Linked DNA regions of Sus scrofa: all the other regions are linked to region 1. Evidence: chromatin contacts called from public Hi-C, HiChIP or PLAC-seq and promoter capture Hi-C data. All regions are on one chromosome and are shown on one strand. Each heading gives the region's core, a stretch centred on a gene start, on an enhancer-like site or on the middle of the called end of the contact. The rest is flanking DNA. Distances are from core to core; before and after follow the strand shown. Region 1 holds the start of SETDB1 (histone-lysine N-methyltransferase SETDB1). Region 2 holds the start of ADAMTSL4 (ADAMTS-like protein 4). Region 3 holds the start of MCL1 (MCL1, BCL2 family apoptosis regulator). Region 4 holds the start of RPRD2 (regulation of nuclear pre-mRNA domain-containing protein 2). Region 5 holds the start of TARS2 (threonine--tRNA ligase, mitochondrial). Region 6 holds the start of PRPF3 (pre-mRNA processing factor 3). Region 7 holds the start of MRPS21 (28S ribosomal protein S21, mitochondrial).

Region 1 (2,700 bases), core at 139-2,638:
CTTCTGAAGTATAAAGTGCACAATGTCATCAATAATTATGGACAGATTTCCTTCTATTTCTCAAAAGGTCCTTACTTGGATGCATCATCAAAGAGCTGGTCAACATGGGCCACCTCGGATTCCTTCTGTATTACCCAAGTCTCCAACTCTGCTAGTTGCTTCTTGCGCTGCTGTACACAGTCCATCTTTTCCAATTCTTCATCAATGAACTGTCGAAGTTCTTCCATAGAGATACCCAGTTCCTCAACGACTGCCTGTTGCAGCTCTGCAATTTCTTCAGACTCCATTGCAGCTGCTGCTGCATCCAAACCAATGCACCCAGGGAGGGAGGACATACTGTTGTCCTCTATATAGAGAGCAGGAAACTAAAATTACTATAACGACAATACAGAATTTCAGTGACCTAACAAAACTCATTTCTACTCTGCTATTTGTTACTCAAATATATATAGGTAGGTTTGATTCCATGTTCTTTCTCCCCATTCTCCAGTGTCTGAAGCTGAGATTTTGCAGTTCTCACCTCTTGCAGGCTAGACTACAGACCTGAATAAAACGAAAAAGTTTGAGAGGGCGTGGAGAACACATATTACGCAACAGGGAGCTATCTAAAATGTTTTAGGAAACTGAAGAGAATCAACATATCGAAGAGATTTCTGTGACCTGTGTTCTTTAATTAACTAATTTGATATATCCCTGTTTGCACACCATGACTAACCTGAGTAAATATCCCCACCTGGAGCAGAGGATTTGGTCTGTAACTCAATAATTTCTTTTTAATTACTTTTCCCCCTACATTACTTTGCTTTCACATGGCAATTTACATTTTTAAAAAGTCTGTAATACTTAAGCAGACAAAAGCTTGCAGCAAAGAGGTTTCCCCAAAGTGAAAAGAAATAAAACAATTTGGGAATAAAAAATGTGGCTGCCTCAAATCGTCAATTCAAACGCCCCCACACTTTGGTGTTAACTGCTTTCCTGATCAAACGGTTCAAACAAAACTGACGCCAGAATGCCGCGCGACCCCAGTGCCAATTTTCACCGTCTCCATTTTTCTTTTGCCCACACGCCGCCCCACCCCCGTGTTACTCATTTTAGGGGTGCGTCCCACCCACCCGCGAACCCAGCTCAACCCCGCCCCCGATAGTCTCTCAGGGAAGACTTCCTACCCATCCTCACCCGACCTCCCACCACAAACAAACCATTCGAGATAAGCCCTTGGTCTCCAAATACCTCAATTAACAGTGTTTCCCACACCTCCCTGCTTCCAGCTACGATGGCTCTTTCTCACCGACCAGACCCCACGATTCAGGGGTCGGCCTCGGTAGGAAAGAACGAAACCGAAGGGAAAAGGGAGCAGGGGGAGGGGAAGAAGCGTGAGGGAGGGAAGGGGAAGAAAAAAAAAAAAAAAAAAAAAAAGACGCCGGAAGCAAACCTGAGGCGCTGTTCCGGTCGCCACGACGGTAGCCTGACGGGGTCAAATTCAAAGAGGCAGGGCGCCCCTAAAAGGGTGAGAAACGCCGCCTAATACGCATGCGTCAAAGCGGAGCCTCCCGGAGCACACGTGAGAAGAGTCTGGCTAAAGTAGGCGTGGCCTGGGGTGCATTGCAGAAGCTCCGCCTCTTCCACCACTCCAAGTGGTGGCAGTATTGCCAAGAGCCAAAAAGGATGAAAAGTTGTCTTTTTGGCAGTTGCACAATATTTCATAATATGACATAATAACCCATATTTTGAAATCTAGTTTTCAGTTTTTAGCCACTACAAATCACTCAGCAATAAACATTAAAATGGAGTTCCCCCTGAGGCTCAATGTGTTAAGAATCCTGGGTTAGGAATCCAGCTGGGGCAGCTGGGGTCGCTGTGGAGCTACTTAGAAACCCAGGCGGATGAGTTGCCCTGCCATAATGAGAGAACGCTAGAGGGTCTCGCGCTGGCAATTAAAGTGACTCTGGGCACTTTAATTTACAACTCATTGGTTGGAAATGAGTCATAAGGCCCTACCCAAACACAGAGGGGCCAGGAAGAACATTCACTCCAGGGAGGGAGAACCAGATGTATTTGATGAATCAGCACTGTTGACTACCACGGAATCTCGTCATTGCTTTAATCTGCCCAGCTATCTTTACACTAACTGCACCTAACTTCATTAAAAAAATATATAAACCTGGGGAGTTCCCGTAGTGGCTCAGTGGTTAACGAATCCAACTAAGAACCATGAAACTTCGGGTTTGATCCCTGGCCCCACTCAGTGGGTTAAGGATCCCACATTGTGGTGAGCTGTGGTGTAGGTCTCAGACGCAGCTTGGATCTAGCATTGCTGTGGCTCTGGTGTAGGACAGCAGCTACAGCCCTGATTAGACCCCTAGCCTGGGGACATCCATATGTTGCCGGTGTGGCCCTGGAAAAGACAAAAAGACAAATAAAATAAAATAAAATAAAAAAATCAGTGTTGGAGTTCCCGACATGGCTCAGCAGTAATGAACCCGACTAGTATCCATGAGGAAGTGGGTTTGATCCCTGGCCTCGCTCAGTGGGTTAGGTATCTGGCTTTGTGAGTTGTGGTGCAGGTCACAAATGTGGCTCAGATCTGGCGCTGCTGTGGCTGTGGTGGAAGCTGGCAGCTGTAGCTCCAGTTGAACCCCTAGCCGGGGAACTTCTCTATGCCATGGGTGCAGCCCTAAAAAAACCCCAAAAGAATCACTT
Region 2 (2,700 bases), core at 86-2,585, 300 kb after region 1:
GAAGGGCCAACGTTCCACCCAAGCCTTCAGCTCTCTGCCTGCCTCTCACTGGAGGGAGGTTGAAGGGAAGGAGAGATGGGGTGATGGTCACTGTCTACCCCTTCTTGCTGCCAGGCCCCTCTCCAATCCCTCTCTGCTTCTGCTCGCAGCTACCCCAGGTCTGTATCTTGCTTTCTCTCTCCATGGGTCTACCCAGTACACATAATCCTGTCCTGAGCTGAGTTTGGCTTTGGCAGTTCCCTGGAGAAGTGAGGGGTGGGGGGTGGGGTGACGTGAGCTCCTGGGGCCATGGCCAGGCCTGGCTCCCTCTCTGGAAAAGTCCTACCCCACCTCCTGCATAGCTGGGCAGGGGGCCGACACCCCCTCCACTGCGGAAACAGACACACATTTGTGTTTTTCACCCTTTTCATGTTCCTCATCTGGTGTGTCTCACCGCCCAGGGTGAGGAAAGGAGAGGTCAGAAGTGGTCACCCTTGGGCCAGGCTAACATTGGTCTAGACGAACCTGGGCTCCTCCCGGCCACACCTCCACACTGGCCAGTGAAGATTAAGGAGAGACTAACCCCTTCACCCCCAGGGGACCCACCTCTGGGAAATGGGTGCCACGGAGGGGCAGGAGGCTGGACAGCAGGTTCCAGGGCTGGCTGGAGAGTCCCTATGCTGAGAGAAAACACTTTGGTTCTCCTTGCACCTTCCACTCCTGAGTGAGGGAGGCCCAACCCGACAGGTGTCCTTCCTTTCCAATCAGGCTGAGTTTGATCACGGGCACCCACCAGCACCCCTCCCATCGTCCCTATCCCCCAACTCCAGGGCCAAAGGACGGGGGTGGAGGGTGGGATACACATCCTCCAGGAGCACCCTTTCAGATGAGGGCAGGTGGCGCCCGGCGCATGCCGCGAGGTCCTGCGTATGTTTTCCGACTTTATGACTTAGTAGGAATTTTGGCCGGGTGACGGGGCCAGCGTTCCAAGGGATCAGACCCCCTCCCCAGGAATCCGGCCCCAGGGACTGGAAGATCTTCCGAGGCTCTAAGAGCTGGGGCCGGGGTCGTGGCTGGGGCGCGACCCTGGGGAGCAGGGAACTCGGGTGGCGCGGGCGCGCAGGGCCGGTGGTCTAACGGGACCTGGGAGAGAGGGCAGCCGGGGCCAGGGGTCCCAGGGAAGGTCTGTACCTGCTCTTCGAGGCCCCGGCGGCCCGTTAACCCCTCTGCGCCCGGGCGCTCTCTCGAGACAGCTTTGCTCCGCGGCGGCCACGGCGGCCCTTGAGCCGGGCTCCGGACTCTGCCGCCTCCGGCCGCGGCTCCGCCCCCGCCACGCCCCCTCTCCGCCCCCACTCCGCCCTCCCGCCACGCGCCCGGCCCGCGCCCCTCGCCGGCCCCCGGGTCTGGGCGGCCCACCCCGAGCCCCCGGCTCGCTAAGGCCACCCACCCAGAGTAGCGGGACTAGCTACTCCCGCCCGGCGCCCGCCGACGGCTCGAGGGGGCGAAGCCGAAGGGGTCCCAGCCCTGTTCGAAGACAGCCATCGCCCCCGGGCACTGTCTCCCGGCCTGGCTGCGGCTCGGGACTCCGGGACCCGGGCCTCCCAGCCGGCTCCGAGTGGGCGGTGCGAGTGCTGCGCCTGCCCTGGCGGGGCGGCCGCGAGGGGCGCCAAGGGGCTGGGTGGTTCCTGTACACCAGCGGCGTGGACGAGCCTCTGGGCCCAGATCTGGGCACTGCTGGGCCGAGATAGACCCGCACGATCCCAGATGCCCCATCGGCGGAGGCCCTCTCCTCCACGCAGCCTCTGGTGCAAGCACACTCTCATCCCTGCCTCTCCCACGTTTGGCTGTGAACCATGTGGTTCTGGCTGCTCAGGGGACCTCTATGAGCCTCGGTTTCTTCTTTTTCTTCTTCTTCTTCTTTTTTTTTTTTTTTTTTTTTCTTCTTTTCTTTTTTGGTCTTTTTAGGGCCACACCAGGGGCATAGGGAAGTTCCCAGGCTATGGGTATAACCAGAGCTGCAGTCCCGGCCAACACCACAGCAACGCAGGGATCCGAGAAGCTTCTGAACCTATGCCACGGCTCATGGCAAGACCAGATCCTTAGCCCGCTGAGCGACGCCAGGGATCGAACCCACATCCTCATGGATACTTGTTGGATTGATTACCGCTGAGCCAGGAGGGGAACTCCAAGCCTAGGTTTCTTCATCCATAAAATTTGACACACAGGGCATAGCGGGAGGAATGCGCTGACTTAGGAGTCAGACGATTTAGATTTGAATCTCTGCTCCAGGACTTGTCAGCTCTGTGGTCTTGGATGAGTACTTCAAACTTTCTGTGCTGCAGTTTCCTCATCTGTAAAATGGGCTTATCTGATTCATATGACAGGCTTGGAGATACGTCTGTCTATTTATGGAAGAATACATCCCAGACTCAAAATTGGAGACAATACCTGGGGAGGGGTTGTGGGGTTAGGAGGCTGTCACTCTATGCTTATATGTTTTTGAATTTTTAACCATGAGCATTATCTATGTCATTAGTTAAAAACAAAGAAAAATAATATATACAAAATGGCTGACAGTAGATAACAAATGGACACTACGATTTAAATTTTTATTTGCCATTTATTCATCAACCGCAGTCGTGTATTATTGAGTCTATTCAGTTTGTTTGTTTGCTGTATTTTTTTGCTTTTTCTAGGGCCACTCCCTCGGCATATGGAGGT
Region 3 (2,700 bases), core at 30-2,529, 270 kb after region 1:
TATAAGCTTAAAGTGAAACCAGCAATGCACTTCCTTCTACAGCCTCTGAAGAAGAAACCGCTTTTGCACGCAAATTTGCTCAATCTCTTTCCCCTAAATAAAATCGCGTTCTAGAAAGCAGAGCAGAAAAAGCTACCTCTTCCATAAAGTCTTCCCCTAGCTCTCCTAGCCGAAAGTGAATTTTCCAGCCTCTTAATTCCAATATTAAGTTGTTGATGCCTCCTATATTCCATCTCACATTATGGTTTGTTGCTGTGCAAGATTTTACATTCCTTAAATAGATAAACCATTTCTTATTCACTACAACCGCAGGATGTTTCTCTCCAAACTTTCTGCCCCTTATTATAAAGCTCCATGCTTCTAGGTCTTGCCCAAATACATAATCCTGTGGTACAGGTGCCCTATTTCCTTATTAAAGTGATGTTTTCAGGAATAGGAACCATGCTCACCTTTCCTGCTTCTGTCCCTCAAATACTTTGCTCTTGAATTTTAGCTATTACTAATTTTACAGATCTTTTAGGAAAAACAGGTTGCTTCAATTAATGTTAACTCACATATATGGTATATAACAAGATCCATGTCCTTAAGGGGTTTACCCCTAGATTCAAATGTCTCTTATCAACGTAAGTGGTATCAAGAGTCTCAGAAGATGTAGTGAACGAGTAAGACATATATAAAAAGCATGAGAGAGATGGCGATGGGAGAAAGCAAATAGGGAGACAGGCATAAAATTTAGCTGGAGCAGAACAATTTCGCTTTGCGAATTTACGTAAAAATGATTCTATAGGTCAGTCCATGGAGCGTCCCCGTTTCCACACAATGTTGGAATGAGAGTACAGAGCTGAGGTTGCGCAAAATAACTACATTTTCCCAACAGTGTCCTCATATTCATCCATCCTAAGGCTGTGGTCCCGCATCCGTGGCAGAATTTACTCATCCCTCTTCCTCAATCTCCGAGTGACTCGAGGGTTAGGACTGTGGTGTGGGGGAAAAAAAAAACAACCCTCCGGTACAAAAGCAACAGAAGGGGCTTGCAAATCAGCACTCAGGGAAGCGACGAGGTAGCAATCCCCAGCCGGCCCAGACCGGCACGGGTGAAGAGCGCAAGCCCACCTTGCAGAGGGCTGGAGCCAAGGTTACGTAACGGGCCGCGAGAGGTTCGGAGAGCCGGAAGCCCCGCCCCCCGAACCGCCGGTTAGGTGCCGTGCGGTGCTGCATTCTCCGGAAGCTTCCGCCCCTTGCCCTTTTACGGGGGTTCAATTTTTTTTTTTTTTTTTTTAGAGAGTTGCTGACGCCACTGCGGACTGGTTCTAAAACTGCGATCTAGGAGTGCCTCTCTCAGACCTTACTTCCGCTTCCTTCCCGTAAGGAGTCGGGCCTCCCCCATTTTTCTGCCAAGGTGGTGGCGGCGGCGGCTTGCGATGTTTGGCCTCCAGAGAAACGCAGTAATCGGACTCAACCTCTACTGTGGGGGGGCCGGATTGGGGCCTGGAAGCGGCAGCAGCGCCTCCGCTCCGGGAGGCCGTCTCTTGGCTACGGGAAAAGAGGCCACGGCCCGGCAAGAGGTAGGGGGAGGGGAAGCCGGCATGGTGATTGGCGGAAGCGCCGGCGCGAGCCCCCCGTCCACTCCTGCGCCAGACGCCCGGAGGGTCGCGCGGCCCTCGCCCATTGGCGCCGAGGGCCCCGACGTCACCGCGACCCCCGCCAGACTGCTGTTCTTCGCGCCCACCCGCCTCGCGTCGCCGCCTGAAGAGATGGAATCCCCGGCCTCCGACGCCATCATGTCTCCCGAAGAGGAGCTGGACGGGTACGAGCCGGAGCCCCTCGGGAAGCGGCCGGCCGTCCTGCCCTTGCTGGGGTTAGTCGAGGAGGCCAGTAGTGGCCCCGGCACGGACGGCTCGCTCCCCTCGACGCCGCCCCCGGCAGAGGAGGAGGAGGACGAGTTATACCGGCAGTCCCTGGAGATTATCTCTCGGTACCTTCGGGAGCAGGCAACCGGCGCCAAGGACGCGAAGCCAATGGGCGGGTCTGGGGCCGCCAGCCGGAAGGCGTTAGAGACCCTGCGACGGGTCGGGGACGGGGTGCAGCGCAACCACGAGACGGCCTTCCAAGGTAAGGGGGTTAGTCGTGAAGGCTGCCCTGCTTTTTCTTTCTCTTTAGCTCTCTGGACTCACGCACCTTCGGTGGGTGGAAACCGAAACGAGTCCATGTTGAAACGACTCTTATCCCATTTCTGAAACCAGAATATTCTGGCCGTGAGTCATTGTTTCCGCCCACTTGATTCTTTTGGAAATGGCAGCTCTGTTCAAAGCCCGGAAAGGGTGGGATGTCAATTTTCAAGTGGGAACGGCCTAAATTCTATAGAGCTCAAATAGCGATTTCCCCCGTCGTGGGTGGGCAGGCGAATCGTGCCCTGGTTTAGACAAAGGAGGCGGTGAGAACCTGCATGCTTTTTTTCCTCTCAGGCATGCTTCGGAAACTGGACATCAAAAACGAAGACGATGTCAAATCTTTGTCTCGAGTGATGGTCCACGTTTTCAGTGACGGAGTAACAAACTGGGGCAGGATTGTGACTCTTATTTCTTTTGGTGCCTTTGTGGCCAAACACTTGAAGAGTATAAATCAAGAAAGCTGCATCGAACCGTTAGCAGAAAGCATCACAGATGTTCTCGTAAGGACAAAACGAGACTGGCTAGTCAA
Region 4 (2,700 bases), core at 66-2,565, 440 kb after region 1:
CTGCTCCTCTGGCGGCCGCGGCGGCGGCGGCGGCGGCGGCGGGAGCCGGCAAAACAATCACTGCGAGTGCGTGAAAGCCGCAGGTGGGGAGGGAGGCCAGGGGGTGGAGATGGTGCACGCGCTAGGCTCTTCTGGAGGTAGGACGGGAGGACCAGCTGCTGGGCACGCTGGTGGCTCCTACACGTTGCAAGGAGGGGCTGCGGGTTTCGAAGGTTTATCAAAATTGTTCAAAGGATTGTGTTTAAACCAGTCAGTAATCTCGGAAGAAACGCAGAAAACACGTCCTGCAAAGCCTTTTCTAAACGCCTGGCCCAGAAATTAATGGTTTTATACTCTTCGGCTCTCAATGCTTAAGCCCCTTCCCCACACTCCTCTAAGAACGGGCGTTAATATCTTACAGTTAATACTACCCGACTGCCCCTTCAGCTGCAGAAATCTCTCTCCCCTTTAGGTCCTCTAACACAGGAAAGGCCCAAGGCTACCTAGTCAGGATTTTTTTTGCAACGCAATAGCAGCAAAGGGACAGCAACAGTATCGCGCACGCGCTGCTTGGCTCCGCCCCCCCGCTTCCTTCTCAACCTAGAAAGCGGAGGGAGGCGTGATGGCGGGGCAACCTGGCCAATCAAGGGAGAGGAACGAGAAGCGCGCGCAGAAGCCCACAAGCCCCAAGGGCTAAGGAGACACTCCGATTATTTGTGCGCCTGCGCAATAAGCCAGCGTGTAGCGGGTTGGGAGGAGAAACCTGGAGGGGAGGGTGAGGGAGTTGGTCAAACTAAGGAGAGGTTGGGGGAGGGGCTTCACCGCTCCACCCGGCGTTTTGCTTCCTAGCGAGGTCTCTCTCGGAGCAGTCCAGCTCACACAACAGGGCCGAGAAACTCCCACCGCTTAGCAGCCACTGTTACGTTCTGGCACCTGCAGCTACCGCCGCCGCCGCTGCTGGCAACTCCTTGGGGCATGGAACGCGACAAAGTACCTGGCAGCCATTTTGCCGTGTCTCAGACGATGCGCATGCGCCAGCTCCCTTGCGCCATTCACTACGCAGACTCCCAGACCGAGCAATATTTTACACTCTCCTTGGACAATACCATTTACAGCCACTTGACGTTGGATTATAGGGAAAGGAAGTAAATGAAGTGAAACGGAAAATTTCCCTGTAGAATTTGAGACGAGAAAAGAATAAAAGGCGAAGTAATCGCACCTTCACCAATTATGGTACAGTTTCATAACTGCATGAAACATAGTTTCCAAAAGACTTAGATATCTATTGTATTGATTAGCACAACCTAGATTAACCATGCCATCCCATTTTCCTATGTAAATCATCTGGACAGATTTGGAGGCTCCTGTGTTCCACTAAACACGTGTAATTATTGTATTTTAACTCTTTCACTCTCCCTAGTAGACTCAGGTTTCTTGAGGCGAGGAACCTGTTTTGTCAAGCTCAAATCTAGTATTTGTTAATTCAACAAAAAGTTGTCGAACGTCTTATGTCAAGTACAGTTTTAGACGTGGGGGAATACAGCAAAATGACAAAGTCCCTTCCCTCCAGGGCTTAGTGGCAGGAGACCATAAAAAATACATATATCAGGAAGTAATAATTTCTCTCAAGAAGCATGAAGCAGGGTAAGGGAGAGGAAGGGCACTGCACATATAACACTGTAAGAGAATGGGAGTGAGAGTTTGGTGATCAAGGATGGCTTCTGGTAGTAAGTGATACTTGATGTGAATGTTGAGAACAAGGCAACCAAGCAAATATGGGAAAGGGGGAAGAAAACATGGTGGCAGACAGAACAGCAAGTGTAAAGGACCTAATACAGGAATGTTTTGATACCTTAGAGGGAAAACAAGGAGGCCACTGTGGCTAGAGAAGAGTAAGAGAGGCGTCAAGTGGTAGAATATGAGATCTCAGAGATGAAGGAAAAGAGTTCACATAGACCCTGGAAGGCCACTGGAAGGACTTTGGCTTTTAACGTTGAGTTGGGGAGCAATTTTAAGCAGAGTGTTTTTAAGAAGAAAAGTTACATCGCATTCTTTTTAAAAGATCATGTTGGTTGTTGTGTGGAAAATAGATTTTGGGGAGTTCCCCGGAGCAGCAGAAATGAATCTGACTAGGAACCACGAGGTTGTTGTGTTCCTTCCCTGGCCTGGCTTAGTGGGTTAAGAATCTGGCTTTGGGAGTTCCCATCGTGGCTCAATGGTTAGTGAATCCGACTAGGAACCATGAGGTTGTGGGTTCGATCCCTGGCCTTGCTCAGTGGGTTAAGGATCCGGCGATGCCATGAGCTGTGGTGTAGGCTACAGACTTGGCTCAGATCCCGCGTTGCTGTAGCCACTGCTACAGCTACGATTAGACCCCTAGCCTGGGAACCTCCATATGCTGCGGAAGCGGCCCAAGAAATGACAAAAAGATAAAATAAAATAAATAAAAATAAAAGAATCTGGCTTTGCCATGAGCTGTGGTGTATGTGGCAGACGTGGCTCGGATCTGGTGTTGCTGTGGCTGTGGTGTAGGCCAGCAACTGTAGCTCTTATTAGACCCCCAGCCTGGGAACCTCCATATGCCTCGGGTGTGGCCCTGAAAATAAAAAAAAAAGGAAGTAGACTTTGGAGAGTTCCCGTCCTGGCACAGTGGTTAACGAATCTGACTAGGAGCCGTGAGGCTGAGGGTTCGGTCCCTGGCCTTGCACAGTGGGTTAAGGA
Region 5 (2,700 bases), core at 45-2,544, 340 kb after region 1:
GAACCACCATATGCCTCCAGCGCAGCCCTAAAAAGACAAAAAAAAAAAAAAAAAAAAAAAATCAAAAAAGATAAGCAGTCCATGGTAGGCCTCCCTCTCAACTGAAAATGGAGAAACTGAGGCAAAAAAAAAAAAATGCTAGAAATTCCCACTTAAACATCTCTTAGCAGCCCCTATATCCCAATAAGGAAGAAACGTACTGCTTTCCCCTCTGCAGAATCGAATGTCAGAAATCTGAGGTCAGAATCTTTTTCCAAGGGCCGTTCCAGATCATAAGGTTCTCCATTCACTACAGCAGCTACTGCAGTATCTGCCAGTTTTGAACTTCAACAGTGGGGGTGAGGATAAAAAAAGACAAGGTTACAAGCTACAGAGGAAGACAGGAACTAATCCTTAGCAACTCTAAACTTGCGAAGGGGAAATGTATTACCAGAACACTGGAATCTTTTCTTTTTTTTTCCCCTCAATGCATAATAGAGAAAGGTCAGAGACCATAAAACTAATGCAGATAAAAAGGAATATGCAGGAAAGGCTATCTTGATGGGGATGGAATAAACATGCAGAGTTCTTTCCCTGCTCAAGTAAACAAAGTACAGAGGTAGGTTTACCCGGTAGGTATAGAAGGCCTGGTACCTGATCTGCTGAGCTAGTTGGTAAGGGGTTGTGTTCCATGCCACAGCATCCACTTTCCTGCCTCCAGGAAGCGATACCTTAATAGCCCGGTGTTCCTTCTGCGCCATGCTTGCTAACTTCTTTACCTGGGCGGTCCATAGCTCCTCAAAAAAGCCAAGCCGCTCTACCAACCAGTGTGGAGGAGTGGGCACAGCTGCCTGGAGGAAAAGATGTTAGGAGGTAACACAGGTCCCAAAATTCCTTATTGAGCTTGGGGGTAGTGGGAAGTGAGAACATTTAAGTGGCCATGATCTTAAATCCCAGTCTTTAAAAAAAGAATGGGAGGTATAAGGCCCTAGGCTGGGAGTGCTACATTCCCCAGACGGCTACCCTAGGAAAAAGATGGCGTACCTAAGGGCTACGGTAGCCGGGTCCCGAACGTAGGGCGGGAGTAGGGGGTGTCAGATGGGGTTGAGAGCCTATACTTTGGGCTTCAGCTGCGCTAGGTCCGATGTGTTTCGGAACTTTTGGGTACCTCACGCACCGTGTGCAGCCCGCAGGCTTGTAACCCTGGGAGCCGAAGTCGCCGCCACCTCCGATACAGCCCCATGTTCCTTCAGACCCGTCACACAGCCTCAAATAAATGATCGCTCCTTCTCTTTTGTCGGATTCTTCATTGGCTGCTGGCCCAACAATACCCATGCCTATTGGTTGTTATAGCTGTCACTCCAGTCTGGCCCCACCTCCAGGAACTCCGAAGCGGTATACCCCACACAGCACAAGCAGCGGTGTGGGTGGTTCCGGGTGACCGGAAGACCTAAGCTGATGCACACAGGGAATTCCAGTACCTGCAGAGTTTCAGACCAAAGTAGCAGTAAGATATGCTGCGGCTTTAAGGACAGAAGCAGGGAAACTTAGAGAGTGGGAGAAAAACGGACCAGAAGGGGTTGTTATTTCCTTTTAACTCTAAGTTTTCTTTTACACAGGCTTCACCGGGATGTGAAGTGAAGGAAACAGGTAAGAGCATAAATCTGGAATGAGACAGACCTGGTATAAATCCTGGATCACTGCGTAATTTGGGGTAAATTAATTCCTTTTAAACTTCAATTTTCTCATCTGTAAAATGAGAATAATAATATCATTCTGGTAGTTCTCATGTGGCTTAACGAGTTAAGGATCCGGCAGTGGCCCGGGTTGGATCCCTGGTCTGGTAACTTCCACATGCCTCCGTGTGCAGCCAAAACAAACAAAACAAACAAACAAAAAACCCTTAACTGTTGAGGTTAATTTTATGTAAATCGTCTAATATACTGCATGGTCCACAGTAATCGGCAACAATAGCAACAATCCATGAGAAAAAATGAATACAACATATAACAGCTTTGAGGCTGGAGCAAAACAAAGACTTTAAGGCTGGAGCAAAACAAAAGCAGAGGGCACTCCTTGGAGTCCCTTCATACTCGGTGCTTAAAGAAGGACCTCTGAGACCTCTTAGACCGTACACATGAGGAATTTAAGATCAGAGAAGGTAAGTGATTTAAGATCAAACAGTAAGCACTGACGCTGGATTCTCAATCCAAGTCTTCTATTCTTCTACCACACCAGACTCTCTCTAGTAAGAATTTTATCCCCAATATAATTCCCCCACCACTTAAGAAAAAAAGTTCCTGACCCTAGAATCTTAGCTCTCTGCTTTCTACACAGGACCTTTGCCTCTCATTCCCATCCAAGCTCTCAACTTCCTTTATCCCTTCTCTCCCCTCTCCCTATATCTAGAACATAAGACTAGATATATTTGATTTGTTTTACACAGTGAAAAATGAAACACAGGAGTTCCTGCTGTGGCACAGCGAGGTAGGAATCCAACTGTAGCCACCTCAGGTGGCTGCAAAGACTCGGGTTCCATCCCCTGCCAGAGCAGTGGATTAAGGATCCGCCATTGCCACTGACGTGGCATAAGTCACAGCTGTGGCTGGGATTCAATCCCTAGCCTGGGAACTTCCATATGCCATGAATGTGGCCATAAATTAAAGGAGAAGGAAAGAAAGAAAGAAAAAGAAAAGAAAAATGACCAGATTTGTAGTAAAG
Region 6 (2,700 bases), core at 125-2,624, 480 kb after region 1:
GGATCTAATCGGAGCTGTACCCGCCGGCCTACGCTAGAGCCACAGCAACGTGGGATCCGAGCCGAGTCTGCGACCTACACCACAGCTCACGGCAACGCCGGATCCTCAACCCACTGAGCAAGGCCAGGGATCGAACCCACAACCTCATGGTTCCTAGTCGGATTCGTTAACCACTGAGCCACGACAAGAACTCCGGTACAGTCTAATTAACTTCTGCATTCTTGGTAGGTTTATCCTCTATAAGACCTGTTGCTAAACAGTGTATTTAATTTTGGTATAACCATATGAAGCTAGTGAAGTCATGAAACTAGGAGTAAAAGATTTTGTGTCTTACTGACATGTTATATAATAAATCTATGATGGCTCTATTTACCCATCATGAGACAGCACTATAGCTTATCAATTTCAACATGCTAACTGTTCAATGCTCAAAAGAAGGGTATTCAGACAACATAGGGAGTGAAGAAAGAGCTCTTCCATTTACTAACCTTCTGTCAAGCAATTCCTCTGAGCCTCAGTTCATTCATCTTACAAAAGGAGGACAACTGCCATAGCTATCTGGCACTTAATTCATTCAGTAAGTATTTACTGCACAACAACTAAGTGTTAATGTAGTGGGATACTGCCAAGGATACATACAACAGTGAACAAAAGAGACAAGAATCCTCACCTTAGAGGGCTTATATTCCACTAGAACTGAATCATAGATTAGAAAGTTTAAGCCGTTTGAAAATCCAAAGCAATAAACGGGGTACCACTCTATAAACGAACCGTATGCCCAAGCACTATACTTATGTACTCAATTTCAACCCATTCCCTCCATAATATAACGTGCAGACTAAACAGTCAGTGGGCAAAAATCAAACTTCCAAATAGTAACTAGCTTTGTCATTAATCAGACGTTCAACAATAACTGCGTGGGGCGGGGTGGGGGTGGTTACGGTGTGGAGGGAGAGAGAGGAAGGCAGAATGATCTCAATGAGCAGGTAGCAGAATCTAATCTTCTGAAGGAATTCCTTACTTCGTGCTCTTCTTTGCTACAAGTCGAATTTCCTCCCTTAAACCCTATCCTTTGCTTTTTGCTCTCTCCATCTCTCTGACCGGACCCTTTCCCCACCTTGTTCTACCCAAACTCATCTCAGAGGTAGTCTCCTCACCCTGTCCCTTTCCCGCCCCCGCCCTTTTCCTCTCAACAATCTCATTCCAACCCGTTCTCGCACAGAACCTGGTTCTTTCCTCAGCCTCCTTTCTGTTGAACCTCCCGCCTCGGTCCTCCCTTTGGACTGAAACTTAGCCCCAGCCGCTAGGACCCGAGCATACCCTCTCTGGGCCCGGGGCCACTACTCACCTCACAAACTTCAGCCCCTGAGACGGAGCCCGAACGTTACACCGGAACCGGAAACCCTCCGACCGCCCTACGGCCTGCCGTCGCTACCGCCACGGCTGCTGCCTCGCCACGGTCCCACAACTTGTGACGAAAGAGGGCGGGGCCCCGGTTCGCGCAGCCGTAGTAGCTACTTTTCCGCGGCGGAGCGCATGCGTGGCGGAGCCGTAACGATTTCCCCCGGCAAGCTACTTGGCTCCTTCGGTTCCCCGTGCTAAACCTGTTAACTACATTAGCGCAAAATTAATGTTACCTGAAGCATAAATTGAGCTGCTTGTAGTATTCCCGTGGAGAATAAGTGCGCTAAGGCTATGGCTAGAACTAAAAGCAGAGCTTCTGCGTTTGGGCTAAACCTGGACTTTCTGGTAGGAAGTAAACTTCAGAGTAGTGATCGTTAGTATTAACCACTCTCTCCTTAGCCTTTGTCCTTAACAGTGGTGCCAAGAGACCCAGAAAACCGACTAGTGTGGGAGGAGTCTGAAGATAGTACCCTCTCACACACCTTTGTTTCTTTCTTCCATTCATTCGCAAAACAAATAATTGCTGGCAGTCTAGTACTTTTTAGGCCCCACCTGCAGCATATATAAATTCGGGTTAGGGGTTGAATCAGAGCTGCAGCTTCTGGCCTATGCCACAGCCACGCAGAATCAGAGCTAGGACTGTGACCTACACCACAGCTCAGGGCAACACTGGCTCCTTAATCCACTGGGCAAGGCCAGGGATGGAACCTGTGTTCTCATGGATACTAGTGGGGTTCTTTACTCGCTGAGCCAGGACAGGAATTCCTAATCAACCATTTTGGTCCTCAACTAATCCTTACCTAACAAGCACCTTTACTTCTTGCCAGCTCCAATTATAATTCTTTTCTTTTTTTTTCTTCCTTTTTACGGCCTAACTTGCAGAATACAGAAGTTGCTGGTCTAGAGGTTGAATCGGAGCTGCACCTGCTGGTCTGTGCCACAGCCACAGCCACACTGGATCTGAGCCGCACCTGTGTTCTACACTGCAGCTTGCTGCAACACTGGATCCTTAACCCACTGAGCAAGGCCAGTTTGATGTGGGATCAAACCCACATCCTCGTGGATACTAGTTCTTAACCCCAATTATAATTCCTCCAATTATAATTTTTAATAAACAACTTATTTAACTACCTGTAAGCTTGTAAGCCTCCCCAATTTTGTAGTCCAGCAGAACACGATTCAAGTGCTTCTTAAACCTGTGTCTCCCTCAGTAAAGAACTTATATAAAGCTAAACTCATGAAGTTCCCACTGTGGCCCAACAGGATCACAGCATCTCTGCAGTGTTGGGATGCAAG
Region 7 (2,700 bases), core at 13-2,512, 500 kb after region 1:
CTACCTTCCCCCTTACTAGCAACTTTCTAACTTGATTTTCCCTTTGGGTTTTTTTAAAATCTTGGATAGAATGCAGGTTCGTCATCAAAGATATGACTGCTGATGAATAACCTTCATACAGTTAAATTTGGGGAATAACTTCATTTTTAAGATAGAAAAATGAGGGGCTGAGAAGTTTCAAGTCTGTGAACACCTCAACTGGCACTAGTTTGAGACAACCTATGCCAGGGGAAGAGACAAAACAACCACCCTTCTCAAGAGAGTTGGTCTAGCCATGATTCTGGTCCCTTGGCAGTTACCTGTTTAGGGTCCTGTATGCACCTTCCACGTTCCCTTCCTGTACCATCACAGTCCTGGCAATGAACTTCAGATGATTTGCCATGACCTTGGATTTAAGTCGTTACTCTGCAGGACCTAAAGTATGATGGCGAAAGAAGTAAACTATAGAGATCAGGTAAGAAAGAGAAACACAACAGAATACAAAACCACGTGGCTTATTTATGGGTCTGGAAATGCATCGGGCTCTGGAATATGCGAGACAGGGTCAAGTCCTCATATTCTAGAAAGTACACGCGACTCCCTCATTCTCCTTGCCAATACAAACCCTACCATAGCGATGAAAAGAGACGGTAGCTGGCCGTCCTCACAGAAATTTACTTGCCTAGACAAGGGCCAACTGGGACACTTTGCAGGCGTTCCCCTCCCCCCTAATTACCGCTCACGGTCACAGGACGGTTTGGGGTAGGAGTTGGGAAGGGAGTCCTTCTTGGTGTTTAGGAACGAGGCCAACTGCGCCCTCCCGCCCCAATCTCCTCACTTCCCCCAAACCCAGGACGAAGCCCTCGCTCCTCAGCGCCCCGCCGACGCGAAGCCCGCCTCAAGCGGAAGCGGAAGTTACGTAATCCCCAGCGCCGCGCGCAGACAAGAGGACCCACCCGAGAGAGGAGCTAAGTGGAAACTGTGGAAACCGTGGCAACATTCCTTTTGGCCTGGATCGAAGGTTTCTTCACTCCCCCGGCTCATCGTCAACCCCCGGGCTTGAACTCAACACCTGGCAAAGCAAAATACTTGCCTTAAATTCCCCTCAAACAGCTTCTTCCGTCTTCTCTTGGAGTCGCCGTCCTTCGGCCTCTGAGGTCAGCCTGATTTCCGTACCCCTTAATCCTATTAAATCTTAAATAGATATCTAATCCTTTTCTTTTTCTGGAAGGAAAATGAGAGAAACAGGCGAAGCTTCCTGAGCATGCTTCCTGTTTTCTCTTCGCAAAGGACACAAATTCATTGAGGTCTGTCCTCCGGATGAAAAACAGCTTTACACCCCTTATCTGCCTGAAAACTTAGGAACAGAAAGGAAATGAACATACTCTGAGTTTCCTATAATAGCACCTTCCCAGCCATTTCACTAAATAAAGTGAAATCACTGAAGGAAGAATTGGGAAACATCTGCAGGATTTAGAATCAAAGACTATTTTATGTCAGCTTCTATCCCATTTGTCTCCAAGTGAAACTTAGAAATATCTCTTTTTTAACTTCCTCGTCACTGTGGAAAAAGCTTTCCTTTTATTTTATTCGTATGTTACTTCTACACATATGTCCATCCATTAATGGTTATTCACATAAATTCGAATCTACCGGAAGTGGCTACTGGAAAACAGTAGGGAAAGTCTCAAAAGAAGAAAGCAGGTTCTCAACCAGGTACTTGCGTAATAAGGTTCTTTGAGTACCTCCCCTAAAACACAGGCACATACACACACAGATGTATTCTCGTCAATTATGCTAATAGAATTCACACAGAAACTGAAGCCTGCTTTAGAATAAGCCAGGTTCAAAGTACCAAAATAGAGCTAGGTTAGGACATGACTATGCTCATCAGCAAGCTTTTATTGAAAGCCTAGTTTGTATCAGGAACTGTTGATAATATTTCAGTGTGTCTCAGACTAACAAAGCACAGTAAGTAGGTGTAAAAGATAAATAGTAAAACAAGGTAGAATATGGTAAATGCAAAACACATTATATAGGCGACAACATAATATGGTGAAAAAGCACTGGATTGGAAGTCAGGAGATCTGGATTCTATCCAAAATCCGATACTCATCAGGCATTTGACTTTGAACAAGTCTCTTAAACCAGAGGTCTGCACAGTACTGCCTACAGGTCAAGTCCAACTCCGCTTTTGTTTTTGTAAATAAAACTTCATTGGGGAGTTCCCTTGGTGGCACAGTGGTTAATGAATCCGACTAGGAACCATGAGGTTGTGGGTTCTATCCCTGGCCTTGCTCAATGGGTTAAGGATCCGGTGTTGCCATGAGCTGTGGTGTAGGTTGCAGACGCGGCTCGGATCCCCCATTGCTGTGGCTCTGGCGTAGGCTGATGGATACAGCTCCGATTCGACCCCTAGCCTGGGAACCTCTATATGCTGCGGGAGCAGCCCTAGAGAAGGCAAAAAAAAAAAAAAAAAAAAAAAACAAGAAAACAAACAAACTTCATTGGAACACAGCTCTACTGTTTGTTTATATATTAGGTATAGCTGCTTTGGGCTACATTGGCAGAGTTGTATAGTTGTAGCAGAGGTGTATGGCCCACAAAGTATATATGGTATATGATTCTTGCTGACCCCTTGATTTAAACTCTCAGTCTATTTACTCATTTATAAAATGGAACTAATATCTGACTTCAGTTACACAAAATTTGTCACAGGAA

What was found. Promoter capture Hi-C pulls out the DNA fragments that hold promoters and counts their contacts. Hi-C and Micro-C count contacts between places; a contact is called where the count stands out from the background. HiChIP or PLAC-seq counts read pairs in DNA pulled down with a chosen protein or histone mark.
Region 2: a contact with region 1 is called in a Hi-C map of retroperitoneal adipose tissue, with 1.7 times the contacts expected there. The contact joins the promoter of ADAMTSL4 here to the promoter of SETDB1 in region 1. A contact is called at or near these places in 1 of 5 promoter capture datasets (liver), 6 of 47 Hi-C or Micro-C datasets (embryonic fibroblasts, epiblast stem cells, liver and 3 more) and 2 of 2 datasets of contacts at active chromatin or transcription factors (alveolar macrophages and skeletal muscle).
Region 3: a contact with region 1 is called in an H3K27ac HiChIP or PLAC-seq map of alveolar macrophages. The contact joins the promoter of MCL1 here to the promoter of SETDB1 in region 1. A contact is called at or near these places in 1 of 5 promoter capture datasets (liver), 5 of 47 Hi-C or Micro-C datasets (embryonic fibroblasts, epiblast stem cells, liver and 2 more) and 2 of 2 datasets of contacts at active chromatin or transcription factors (alveolar macrophages and skeletal muscle).
Region 4: a promoter capture Hi-C map of liver shows a contact between it and region 1, with 2.9 times the contacts expected there. The contact joins the promoter of RPRD2 here to the promoter of SETDB1 in region 1. A contact is called at or near these places in 1 of 5 promoter capture datasets (liver), 1 of 47 Hi-C or Micro-C datasets (embryonic fibroblasts) and 1 of 2 datasets of contacts at active chromatin or transcription factors (alveolar macrophages).
Region 5: a contact with region 1 is called in a promoter capture Hi-C map of liver, with 4 times the contacts expected there. The contact joins the promoter of TARS2 here to the promoter of SETDB1 in region 1. A contact is called at or near these places in 1 of 5 promoter capture datasets (liver), 3 of 47 Hi-C or Micro-C datasets (embryonic fibroblasts, epiblast stem cells and psoas muscle) and 1 of 2 datasets of contacts at active chromatin or transcription factors (alveolar macrophages).
Region 6: an H3K27ac HiChIP or PLAC-seq map of alveolar macrophages shows a contact between it and region 1. The contact joins the promoter of PRPF3 here to the promoter of SETDB1 in region 1. A contact is called at or near these places in 2 of 5 promoter capture datasets (fetal liver and liver), 1 of 47 Hi-C or Micro-C datasets (embryonic fibroblasts) and 2 of 2 datasets of contacts at active chromatin or transcription factors (alveolar macrophages and skeletal muscle).
Region 7: a contact with region 1 is called in an H3K27ac HiChIP or PLAC-seq map of skeletal muscle, with 3 times the contacts expected there. The contact joins the promoter of MRPS21 here to the promoter of SETDB1 in region 1. A contact is called at or near these places in 2 of 2 datasets of contacts at active chromatin or transcription factors (alveolar macrophages and skeletal muscle).

What each region holds. Positions count from the first base shown.
Region 1 is chr4:98,291,682-98,294,381 of Sscrofa11.1, forward strand. It overlaps SETDB1 (histone-lysine N-methyltransferase SETDB1), which reads right to left and starts at 1,389. Exons shown (of 22, transcript XM_005663488.3): 1 at 1,231-1,389; 2 at 76-346. The coding sequence starts at 335.
Region 2 is chr4:98,587,920-98,590,619 of Sscrofa11.1, forward strand. ADAMTSL4 (ADAMTS-like protein 4) reads right to left here and starts at 1,336. Exons shown (of 19, transcript XM_013997190.2): 1 at 1,171-1,336; 2 at 586-659.
Region 3 is chr4:98,560,813-98,563,512 of Sscrofa11.1, forward strand. It overlaps MCL1 (MCL1, BCL2 family apoptosis regulator), which reads left to right and starts at 1,280. Exons shown (of 3, transcript NM_001348806.1): 1 at 1,280-2,112; 2 at 2,466-2,700. The coding sequence starts at 1,422.
Region 4 is chr4:98,733,291-98,735,990 of Sscrofa11.1, forward strand. RPRD2 (regulation of nuclear pre-mRNA domain-containing protein 2) reads right to left here and starts at 1,316. Exons shown (of 11, transcript XM_013988087.2): 1 at 1-1,316.
Region 5 is chr4:98,634,024-98,636,723 of Sscrofa11.1, forward strand. It overlaps TARS2 (threonine--tRNA ligase, mitochondrial), which reads right to left and starts at 1,295. Exons shown (of 18, transcript XM_003355197.4): 1 at 1,157-1,295; 2 at 634-830; 3 at 201-324. The coding sequence starts at 1,222.
Region 6 is chr4:98,770,257-98,772,956 of Sscrofa11.1, forward strand. PRPF3 (pre-mRNA processing factor 3) reads right to left here and starts at 1,375. Exons shown (of 16, transcript NM_001135965.1): 1 at 1,349-1,375. It overlaps LOC110260326 (a long non-coding RNA gene), which reads left to right and starts at 1,517. Exons shown (of 2, transcript XR_002343444.1): 1 at 1,517-1,749; 2 at 2,287-2,538.
Region 7 is chr4:98,793,961-98,796,660 of Sscrofa11.1, forward strand. MRPS21 (28S ribosomal protein S21, mitochondrial) reads right to left here and starts at 1,263. Exons shown (of 3, transcript XM_013988092.2): 1 at 1,073-1,263; 2 at 300-414. The coding sequence starts at 382.